Linked DNA regions of Sus scrofa: all the other regions are linked to region 1. The links are chromatin contacts, called in public Hi-C and HiChIP or PLAC-seq maps. All regions are on one chromosome and are shown on one strand. The core of a region is the stretch at or near the end of the contact, and the rest is flanking DNA. Distances in the headings are between cores, read along the strand shown. Region 1 holds the start of SAC3D1 (SAC3 domain-containing protein 1). Region 2 holds the start of ATG2A (autophagy related 2A). Region 3 holds the start of ZNHIT2 (zinc finger HIT domain-containing protein 2).

Region 1 (3,603 bases), core at 765-3,264:
TAGCCACTGTGCCAGGATAGGAACTCCTGAACTGAAGTTTTTTAAAAAAGCTTAAGGAGTTCCTTTGTGGTGCATTGGGTTAAGTGGCATTGCCATCACTTCAGCAGCTTGGGTTGCTGCTGTGGCTCGGATTCAATGTCTGGCCGGGGAACTTCCACATGCCACAGGCAAGACCAAAAAACAACACAAAGCAAAATAAAACAAAAAAAAAAAACAACTTAAAAATCACTATCTAGTAATTCCCGTTGTAGCTCAGTGGTATCCATGAAGATGCAGGTTTGATCCCTGGCCTCACTCAGTGGGTTAAAGGATCCTGCCTTGCAGTGAACTGTGGTGTAAGTTGCAGACGCCACTCAGATCTGGTGATGCTGTGGCACAGGCCAGCAGCTGCAGCTCTGATTTGATCCCTAGCCTGGAAACTTCCATATGCTGAGGGTAAGGCCCTGAAAGACAAAAAAAAAAATTAAAAAAATCACTGTCTAGGTCAACTTTCCCATTCCGACCGCATCCCCTCCACTTCTGTTAAGAAAAAACTGAGACCCAGAGATGGGAAGGGCCAGAAGGTCCAGGTAAGGGCTCAGCGAATCTCGCACACTGCCTGAGACACACATTTAGGAGACAGGAACGGAGAGGAGAGGGAGCTGGTGGTGAGGTTTTTAAGCTTCTCCTTCCTTTTCCGGCTTTCACTGTCCCCACAGAGGGACGCTTGTCCCTGAGCTCTGCTCGTGGAGACCCAACTCACCCAGGTTATAAAGCAGAAAGAGACCCTGGAAGGTGGCCTGGCGAGGGTGTGGCCCGGCACCCAGCGCGTAGCAGCGCCGCAGAGAACCGAAGCTCTCCTGCACCTGGGCCTGAAGCAACATCGGATCAGCCAGCCCGTGGGATGCGTTGGGTTCGAGCCGCGCCACCACCGCCAGCAGCACTGCCAGTGCCGCTTCCAGCACCAGCGCTGCCTCGGCGTCACCCGCGCCCTGCAGGGCCAGGTCCAGCCGCACCGCCCGCAACCGGTCCGCCACGAAGCTGGCCACCTCCGCGCGGGATGCGTCGGTGCGCTCGGCCACCTCTCCGGCCAGATAGCGCACGGTGGCCAGCAGGACGGACGGCGGACGCAGCTGGCTCGGCGGGGGCCGCGCCTTCCCGGCGGCCGGCCGGCTGTATTCCTTCACGGCGCGCTGCGGGTCGGCTCGAGGCCGGTCCCCAGGGGACCCCGGCGCCACCTCGAAGCGGTGCAGGCGGCACTCCTTTTCGCGCCGGGTGCGCTCGTTGGCCGGACACATATCCAGGCACGTGCCCAAAGGCAGCTCGTAGCCGGGCATGGGTGGGCTGAGGGGAAAGAATGCTTGCTCAGCATCCAGGAGACAGCGGCGGCCACTCGCCCCATCCTGCGGGAGGGCACGCCGACGCCGGTAGTTGTTCAAGGGAACTCTGAACCTCCCAGCCCGGTCTAAGCGTCCCAGCCGCCCGTTAGGCCATCGCCGTCCTCTCACCGACTCCGGTCGCCTTCCAACTGATCCTCGAACAGGCCTCCCGAGATGCTCTGCGTTGCCGTTCAGAGCGCTCAAGACTGTCCCTTAGGCTCAGGTCCCGCTACAGCCCACCCATGATGCACCGCTGTAGTCTGGGCCACTCCCATGGTGCACCGGTTTGTAGTCCCTTCCGCGACCAATCGCTTTGTAGGAGAGGCGGGGCAGGAGTGAGGCCACGCCTTCTCAGGCTTCCGCCCTCAGCTTGGCTTTGGACCACCAGCCCAAAATAGGAACCCCGGCTCTGGGTCCTCTTGATCATCCTTTTGGGCCGACAACCTGGTTCAAGCAGCCTGCCATTCTCTTCTGTTTCCCTGGACACCCTTCTCCCTATTTTCTAGATCAGGGGTCAGCAAACTTTCTGCAACAAGCTAGACAGTAAATGTCCTGGAATTTACAGGTCACAACTAGTCAACCCTGCTACTCTTCAGTTCTGCTGGTATAGCGAGAAAGCAACCATAGGCAATACTAAACGAAGGCCTGGTTATGGTCCAATAAATTTATTTTTATTTTTGGCCGCACCTGTGGCATGTGGAAGCTCCCAGGGCAGGGATAGAACCTGCACCACAGCAGCAACCTGAGCCACGGCGGTGACATCGCTGGATCCTTAAGCCACTGCACCACAAACGATCTCCAAAATCTTTTAATTTATTTCTGTTTTTTTCTTTTTCGGCCAACCCCACGGCATACGGAAGTTCCTGGGCCAGGGATCCAATCTGAGCAGGAGCTTCGCCTTGCATCACAGGCTGCAGCAACACCAGATCTTTAACACTGTGCCCGGGATCCAACTGGTGCCTCCATAGAGAGGAGCCAGATCATTAACCCACTGCGCCACAGCGGGAACTTCCAGAATCTCATTATTATTTCTTCTTTTTTAGCATACAGAATTTCTGGGCCAGGGATCAGATCTGAGAGGCACTGGATCCTTAAGCCACTGTGCCAGGCCAGGGATCAAACCTGTCCCAGCACTCCAGAGATGCTGCTGATCCCGTTGTGCCACAGCAGAAATTCCCAAAATCTTATTTTTAGATATTTAAATTTCATATAATTTTTCCCTGTCACAATATTATTGATTTTTTTCAACTATTTAACAAAATGGTAAAAACCATTCTAGCAGCGGGCCACATTTGGTTGCAGGCCACAGTTTACAGACCCCAGTTCTAGATGTATAAGCAGATCGTTTTGGAACCAGAGCTGCTGCTCACATGTCAAGAGAGAAACAGGCAGGATGAGAAGTGTGAGTCCCTGATTCCAAGGTGGCAAGAGTAGTCAAGGAACTGAGAATTCATTATTTTTCTCATTCTTGGTCCCATTACACACAGAAATGGCCTCTGGAGTTACAAGACCAGAAGATCAGACCAGGCACCAGAAGAGAAGAGGGTGGCTGGCAGTGCTGGAGCTAGAGTCTTAGGAAAGAGTCCACTCCCTTCTCAGGGGGGGAGCTGGGACAGATGCAGGTGCAGGATTTCCTCTGCCCGCTTCAGGTACTCAGCCGCCTTCTTCTTCACACCCTCCCGGCGGGCAGGTGACGGGTCGCCTGTGAAGACAGAATGGCTCAGCAGAGGTACCTGGGTTCAGAACCCCTGGTCTAGCCCCTTACAGTTCATAGGGCATCATCATGTGTCTTTTCCTGCTCCCTGGGAGTCAGATATATTGTCCCCATTTGACAAAAAAGAAAACAGAGGCCACAAGAGGTAAAGAAATGGCCCAAAGTGATAGAGCTGGTCAGTAAGGAGCAATTTTGGTCCTTGATCTGCTTTTCACTTTCCTTTCCTTTCACCGAACCACTGGGGAGCCCAGGCCTGACCCTCCACCGTCCAGTCCTGCTCACCAGGAACTCCCTGAAGCAGGATGTGCACGCCGTCCCGGTAGCCCTGCAGAGCTGCAGGGTAGGCGCCTGCCCTCTCATCCCGTAGGGCCTGGGTGATGAGCTTGGTGGCTTGGTTCAGGTAGGCAGGGGTGGGCCCTCCTTCCTCGTCCTCTTCCTCCTCCTGCCCTCCTGGCTCCCAGGGTTCCTGGTCCAGCCTTTCGGATTCTGCTTCCAACGCTGCCAGCTCGCCTAGGTGGGTAGGACTGGGGC
Region 2 (3,603 bases), core at 717-3,216, 120 kb after region 1:
CGTGAGCTGTGGTGTAGGTCGCAGACACGGCTCAGATCTGGCGTTGCTATGGCTGTGGTGTAGGCCAGCAGGTGCAGCTCGGATTCAACCCCTAGCCTGGGAACCTCCATATGCCGCAGGTGCGGCCCTAAAAAGAAAAAGAAAAAAAATAGTGCCTCCCTATGAGCCTGTGTGGTAAAAAGCAGATGAGGTCATGCACATGGAGTGACACGTCCAGGGTCCAGGACAGTCCATGGGCTCCATTCATGATGTCTCTTATTTCTCCTAATTAATAAATACTCAGTGAACCCAACTCTGCCCCTGGCCTGTCACAGGGGTCAGGCAGATCTCTTGATTCATTTCACAATCATTTTCTGAGCAGCCATCCTATTAGCCAGGCTCCTAGGACAGGGGGGGTCTTAGCGTTTCCTGCAGTTCTCTGAGGCTGTTCCTCAGTCTCTCCCAGGTAAGGAGCTGTCCCGCCTATGAGCCCAACCCCAGGTTAAGAGTGATAAAACAGGCTCACAATAGGAGCAGCTTAAATAGGACTTGCTTGAAGCCACACAGAGCTGGCACTGGAATCTTGATCCCTGCCCCTCAGGCCAGAGGGGCTGCCCTCGCTTCAGGCTGAATTTTGGCTTTAGACTGCAGTCCATCTCCCTGCTAAAGCTAAAATGGAATTATAATTCCATCTTCAGTCATCATGATGTTAGGGTCTTGTGGAGCAGGGCTGGGCAAACTTTTTCTGTAAAGGACCAGAAAATAAATTATTAGGCTTTGTAGGCCTCTGTCTCAAGTACTCAACCCTGCTATGGTAAGAAAGGAGCCCTAGAGAATACTTATTCAAACAAGCACGGCTGTGTAACACTAAAACTTTATTTGTGGACACACTAGTGAAGTTCATATGATTTTCACATCATGAAATCTTACCCATTTGGGTTTTTTCCAACTCTTGGAATATGTAAAAACCATTCTTAGCTCAAGGGTGATACCAAACAATGAATCTCTGCTCAAGGGGGTTGGAATCCATCCTTTGTGTCTTGGGTTTTTGTTTTGTTTTGGGTTTGTTTGTGTTTTTTGTTTTTTGTTTTTGGCTGCTCCAGCAGAATGTGAAAGTTCCCCAGGCCAGGGATTGAACCAGCACCCCAGCAGTGACCCAAGCAATTACAGTGACAACACTGGATCCTTAACCTGATGCAGCACAAGAGAACTCCACTATTGAGTTTGAGGATTTGGGATGTAAAAAATTGTTGTTATTATTATTGTTGTTGTTGTTGCTGTTGTTACAGGGAGGGGCCAGAGGCCTGGCCAACTACAGGGAGAAGGGATGATCAGTTAATCTGTCCCGCATTTCAGGTGAGGAGTGGAAGACAAGACGTCCTTCATGATGCTTTCTGTTTAAATCAGTTTTTCTTTTCCGTAAAATAGTGACAATGATCTCTATCTTAGAAGATCGTTGTGAAGGTTGAATGAGATAAAGGAAGGTAAGGCGTTTTATAAAATGCAAGTGTTTATTCACTTAATCTTTCTAAAGATGCGAGCTGGGGCTCTCGCACTGACTATTCTTCTGGAAAGCGCACAGCGAAGTTGGATGGGACACTGTCCCTTTAAATCCTTCCCAACTACCTCAAGTACTAGTTGGACGAGTCGGCACATGCGCATTCCTTTGCGGGGCTGGTACCTCAAGCCACAACAGCCTTCCCAGAGCCCTTAGGAGAGAGGTTAAAGGTCCTCCCACACAGAATTTATACGCAAGCGTAAATCAAGATTGGGAGCCCTATATCGTACCGCGAGCCCAGTCCCTTTTTCGCGCCTCAAGGCTCCGCCCCCGCGGCCAATCAGGAGGCCTCGCCCTTCCCAGTGGCCAATGGCAATAAGCGTGGGGGGCGTGGTCAGGCGTCCGGGGGTGCGGCCTGGCGCTAAGAGAAGCGGCGGGGTGAGCCGGGGGCTCTAGTGAACAGCGCAACCGGACGGGGAACGCTGGCGGGCGGCAAGCGGAGGCGGCCCGGGCCCGGCGCTCTCCGAGATGTCACGATGGCTGTGGCCATGGTCAAACTGTGTGAAAGAGCGGGTCTGCCGCTACTTGCTGCACCACTACTTGGGTCACTTCTTCCAGGAGCACCTCAGCCTGGACCAGCTCAGCCTCGATCTATACAAGGGCAGCGTTGCCCTGAGGGATATACACCTGGAAATCTGGGTGAGGATTCAGGCCGGAGCCCTGGAAGGGTCCGAACGGGGAGGAGGGGGCGCAGCGACCTGAGGCTCCTTGCGAAAGAATCGGACTAGGGGACCAGGCACCGGGGTGGAAAGGCCTTGGGCGTCCAGCCCCTTCCAGGGGTCACAGGGACCCCAGCTGATCGCCTCTAGAGCCAGAAGCTGTACGGGAAGGGGGTTCCTGCCTCTGCTTCACAGGAGGGGAAACTGAGACTGAGGATTGGGATGTCACTCATCTGGAGATAAGTGACAGAATAAGCATATCATGTTTGAGGCCCGAGTTGAGCACTTGGTGCCAATGGGGCTTAGGAAAGGGAGGGGAGGGATCAGAGAAACCAGGGGGCCTCTGTTGGGACCAGGCCAGGGAAGTGACAGAGTTTGGGCATATCGCTGGTTAGGGGAGTCTGGAAGAGGTCCAGGACCCTGCTGAGGGCACCTGTGGGAAAGGTGCCCTGACCTCCTAACCCCACGACCCTGGGCCCAGGGGGTGGGGTTCACCGCGGGATATGTATGTCAACAACCGCGTCAGCACCAGTGTTGATCAACACTTTGTGTGGCTGCCTCGCTGCCTTACTTCCTGCTTTGGAGAGAGTGGGATGGACCAAGTTGGTGTTTGGGGAGGGGCTTGGGCATCCGGCATCCCCACCTAGAGGAAAGCCCTCGGAGAAAGGTGGAGAGGCCTGGCCTCAGGCAGAGAAGAGCGACTTTGGGGAAGCAGAGAGGAGTAAAGTCTGGGTCAGGCCTGAGCCTGGGGGCTGTGACTCACCGTTCAGCTGACCTGGGAAGTTGCAAAGTTGCTTAGAGGCACCAGACCGGGTCTGGCACTGGGTCAGCCCCCCAGTCCAAAGTAACAGGGGTGGGCATGGAATCAGGGGCTTCTCAGTCTTCTGGGGGAGCAGACAGGGTGCTCAGCCTTAATACAGTCTGGGCAGGAGAAGCCGGCCTTCCTGAGCAGAGACTCCTGAGCCCGGAGTTGGTGGCACTTCTTGCCTGTGAATCCCGGTGCAGGAGACCTTTTCTGACCTCTGACCTCAGCCTCTTTCTGTGTTCCCACCCACCCTGCCCTCTGGTTAGGGATTTAATTGGCTCCTAGCTAGGCTGCTTTCCTCTTGGCCTCCAGGGAGGGCTTGGGCCGAGGTGGATTGAAGGTGCTTTCCCAGGATGCCAGCCCTTCTCCCAGCTGCCTGGCCTGCAGGTCCCCAGAGTGCCTGGGACCCCAGGAGAGGATGAGAAATGAGGCATGGGTCTCAGTCCCTGTCCCCATAGTATACAGGGTGACAAGCCTAGTCCCTGAAGTGTTCCCATCTGTGGCTCTCTGAGTGAGGAATTTGGACTTGATCTCTTTGGGTCTCCTGGTTCTGTCATGTATCTAATTCATGGGTCCAGCAAGTGTTTACTGAGGCCCTCTCT
Region 3 (3,603 bases), core at 752-3,251, 68 kb before region 1:
AAGAAGAAGAAGACCGGCCGGGCCAAGAGACGTATGCAATACAACCGGCGCTTTGTCAATGTCGTGCCCACCTTTGGCAAGAAGAAGGGACCCAATGCCAACTCTTAAGTCCTTTGTAATCCCGGCTTTCACTAATAAAGCCACTTAGTCCAATCATCTCATTGTTTCATCTTCATTTGTGCAGGCCTCAGAGAGAGATGTGGCTTCTAGTTCTAGGGCTGGTGTTGTGAAAAACAGGTCTCGTTTTGGTTTCTTAGCAGTGGAGTAGAGTCAGCAACTTGGGGGGGGGGGGGAAGGCTGGTAAACCAATTGGTCCTAGTGATTTTGTTTGTTCTGACTGGCTGGTTTTGCTAACCTAATCAGTTTGATTATTTCAGTGTTTCTAGAAGTGGGGTTCTCTGGGGTCGATTTAGGTTCCCTCCTAGCAATGCATGCATACCATTCAGAGTCTGCCGGTTCTTGGAATACGGCATGTTATGCGGTGAAGACTTTAGGCTCTAGACTTGAACTGTCTTGAGTTTGGATACTTGTTGCATTTATTTACTGGCATGAACTATTTAATCTCTGCCATCATCTCTTGAGAGTTGCTGTGAAGATTAAATTGTGTCAAGTGCTTAAATCCGAATCTGCCTGCCATGTAGAAAACACAAACATGTTGGTTATTTGTGTCTTTTGTAGTGATTGTTCTGGAAGATACTGGCCCCCATGCCTTCTAGGGGTTTAGCATGTTGTGGGGAAAACAAGGGAACTAAATACTTAAAAGTGTTACAGTTTCAAAGAAAAGTAGGCAGGGTGCTGTAATGAAGGGGAGTGTGAGGGCGGAGAGCTATACCCTATCTTTCGGGAGGTCTGAGGATGGGCTATGTGAGACCTGAAACAGGAGCCCATCAGGAAGTGAGATGGTGAGAGTTCAACCAAGAGAACTGTGTGCAAAGGTGTGTGCAGGTCTGCAGGGTCTTGTCAGACATGGAGAAGAGTTTGGGTTGGAGTCCCAAGTGCAATATAAAGTTACCAAGTGCAGGTAAGGGTTTTAACAAGGGTCTCGTGTGATCTGACTTGTCTAGTATTTTCTTTGGCTGACTTTTCTGGAGGGCTGGCAGGTAAGAAAATTAGGAAGCCAGTTAAGCTGATGCCATCCAATTGAGGAATAAGTAGCTTAGGCCACCAGTGGTGGAGGGGGTGCAAAAAATGAGCAGACTCCTCAAATCCATCCAGAACTTGGTGGGCAAATAAATGGGCCATGTTGAGATAAAGACAAGGAATTTCGAAGGCAGCCCAAAGGCAGGACTGGGTGTGAGTGAAGGACCACAGAACTAGAGCTTACTTTCAGGGGTGCCGTGGATCGAGGCACAGTTTGTGGGTCAGTCACTCCCCCACACCACTACCACAAACTAAGCTCTATTAGGACAGGTACCCTTTTGTATATGGTCGCACCCCAGTGCTGCTGCAGTCGGATTTCCTTTCTTCCTTTCTCTCTCTCTCCCCCTCCTTTCTTTCTCTTTTTCATTTTAGGGCCTCACCTGCAGCATATGAACATTTGGAGGTTCCTACCTGGGCTAGGGGTTGAATCAGAGCTGCAGCTGCTGGCCTACATCACAGCCAGAGCGACGCCAGAGCCAAGCCTATGGGACTTACGCTGCAGCTTAGCGCACGGCAATGCCGCATCATTAACCCACTGAGTGAGGCCAGCGATCTAACCAGCATCCTCATAGGTACTAGTTGAGCTCTTAACCCACTGAGCCACAACAGGAATTCCCTGCAGTCAAATTCTTAACCTACTGCACCACAGTGGGAACTCTCTGCCTTTTTGCTCCTCAGTGTGTTACCGGTGCCTAGCGTGGAGGGCAAAGTTAAGCAGGAGCTCAGATATTTGTTAATGTTGCTTTCTTAAAAGGCGAAATGTGCATGATAATGTGAGAAAATAAAATGTATACATGTATGTGTAACTGGGTCACCATGCTGTACAGTAGAAAAAAAAAATTGCATCAGGGAAATAATTTTTAAAAAATTTAAATGGAGTTCCCATTGTGGCACAGCAGAAGCGAATCCGACTAGGAACCATGAGGTTGTGGATTTGATCCCTGGCCTTGCTCAGTGGGTTAACAATCCAGCATTGCCGTGAGCTGTGGTGTAGGTGGCAGACGCGGTTCAGATCTGGCATTGCTGCTGCTCTGGCACAGACCAGCAGCTGCAGCTCTGATTAGACCCCTAGCTCAGGCAGGTGCAGCCCTTAAAAAAAAAAAAAAAAAAAAAGGACAAAAAAAAGGAGGGGGAAATGTCCCCAACACACACGCCCAGTCTAGACTAGGTGCCCCACTTCGGCCTTCCTTCCACTCCGCTTTGTGTCCAGCGCAGAGACGTCTCATCTCCAATGGGCTTGGCATATAATAGGTGCTCAGCAAAGATCGATTGGGTTTCGCCACAGCGATTTATCGTGCAAAAAAGGCAACCACTAGGGGGCGAGCTGGCACCACCAGAGCGCCCTGCGGGACGCACTACCTTTCCCAGCGCGCAGGGTGGGGCTCCGCGGGAGGCGTTGACGATGCTCGCAGCTCTCGCTCCTCCCCTAGCGCTGCTCGAGAGAGGGGTGGGGCTTGACTGCCGAGTGCGGGCGGAAACTGCCGAGAGTCCTCAGGGCTCCGACTCTGCGCTCCGTCGGCCCCGCGGAGGGGCGGAAGTAACCGAGAAGCGCCGGAAGTTTCCGATCCTGTGCGTTCCCGGGTGGCCTGCGGCGCCAGTTGCCATGGAGCCGGCCGGGCCCTGTGGTATCTGCCCGGCCGGGGAGGCCCAGCCGGCGCGCTACACCTGCCCTCGCTGTAATGTGCCCTACTGCTCGCTGCGCTGCTACCGGGCGCATGGCACCTGCGCTGAAGACTTCTACCGTGACCAGGTGCTGGGAGAGCTGCGCGGCCGCAGCGCCTCACCCAGCCGCCTGGCCAGCGCCCTGCGCCGGCTGCGTCAGCAACGCGAGACCGAGGATGAGCCCGAGGACGCAGGCCTCAGGCCTGGCCCGGCGCCCGGCGGCCTCTCAGGACTCTGGGAGCGGCTGGCCCCGGCCGAGAAGGCGGCTTTCGAGCGGCTGCTGAGCCGGGGCGAGGCCGGGCGGCTGCTGCCCCCGTGGCGGCCGTGGTGGTGGGGTCGTGGGGCCGGGCCGAGGCTTCTGGAGGAACTGGGTGATGCTCCGGGCCGTGACGCCGATGAGCTGGAGCCTGCCCCCGCGGGGTCGCCGCCGGAACCCGTCAAGGATGAGCCCGCGGCCGCCGGGCCGACTCCCGGAGACGCCCCCGGGGTCTGCGCGCCCGCCGTGCCCACCCGGATCCCCACACTGGCCAGCCTGAGCAGGGGCCGCGCGTCGCCGCTCGTGCGCTTCCAGCTGCCCAATGTGCTGTTCGCCTACGCACACACTCTGGCCCTGTATCACGGCGGCGACGAGGCGCTGCTCTCCGACTTCTGTGCCACGCTGCTCGGCGTTTCTGGAGCCCTGGGCGCCCAGCAAGTCTTCACCTCTGCCGAGGAAGCCCTGCAGGCCGCAGCCCATGTGCTGGAAGCAGGCGAGCATCCGCCCGGGCCCCTGGGCACACGGGGTGCCATGCGAGAAGCCGC

The links. Hi-C and Micro-C count contacts between places; a contact is called where the count stands out from the background. HiChIP or PLAC-seq counts read pairs in DNA pulled down with a chosen protein or histone mark.
Region 2: an H3K27ac HiChIP or PLAC-seq map of skeletal muscle shows a contact between it and region 1, with 3 times the contacts expected there. The contact joins the promoter of ATG2A here to the promoter of SAC3D1 in region 1. A contact is called at or near these places in 2 of 5 promoter capture datasets (fetal liver and liver), 4 of 47 Hi-C or Micro-C datasets (epiblast stem cells, fetal liver and liver) and 2 of 2 datasets of contacts at active chromatin or transcription factors (alveolar macrophages and skeletal muscle).
Region 3: a contact with region 1 is called in a Hi-C map of skeletal muscle, with 4 times the contacts expected there. The contact joins the promoter of ZNHIT2 here to the promoter of SAC3D1 in region 1. A contact is called at or near these places in 1 of 5 promoter capture datasets (liver), 6 of 47 Hi-C or Micro-C datasets (embryonic fibroblasts, heart right ventricle, liver and 1 more) and 1 of 2 datasets of contacts at active chromatin or transcription factors (alveolar macrophages).

Annotation. Positions count from the first base shown.
Region 1 is chr2:7,140,280-7,143,882 of Sscrofa11.1, forward strand. SAC3D1 (SAC3 domain-containing protein 1) reads right to left here and starts at 2,015. Exons shown (of 3, transcript XM_003122567.5): 1 at 1,488-2,015; 2 at 743-1,323. The coding sequence starts at 1,316. SNX15 (sorting nexin-15) reads right to left here. Exons shown (of 8, transcript XM_003122547.4): 7 at 3,355-3,603; 8 at 2,793-3,060. The coding sequence ends at 2,954.
Region 2 is chr2:7,260,065-7,263,667 of Sscrofa11.1, forward strand. It overlaps ATG2A (autophagy related 2A), which reads left to right and starts at 1,967. Exons shown (of 43, transcript NM_001190278.1): 1 at 1,967-2,176. The coding sequence starts at 2,006.
Region 3 is chr2:7,072,656-7,076,258 of Sscrofa11.1, forward strand. ZNHIT2 (zinc finger HIT domain-containing protein 2) reads left to right here and starts at 2,002. Exons shown (of 1, transcript XM_003122543.4): 1 at 2,002-3,603. The coding sequence starts at 2,372. FAU (ubiquitin-like protein FUBI) reads left to right here. Exons shown (of 5, transcript XM_021082866.1): 5 at 1-156. The coding sequence ends at 108.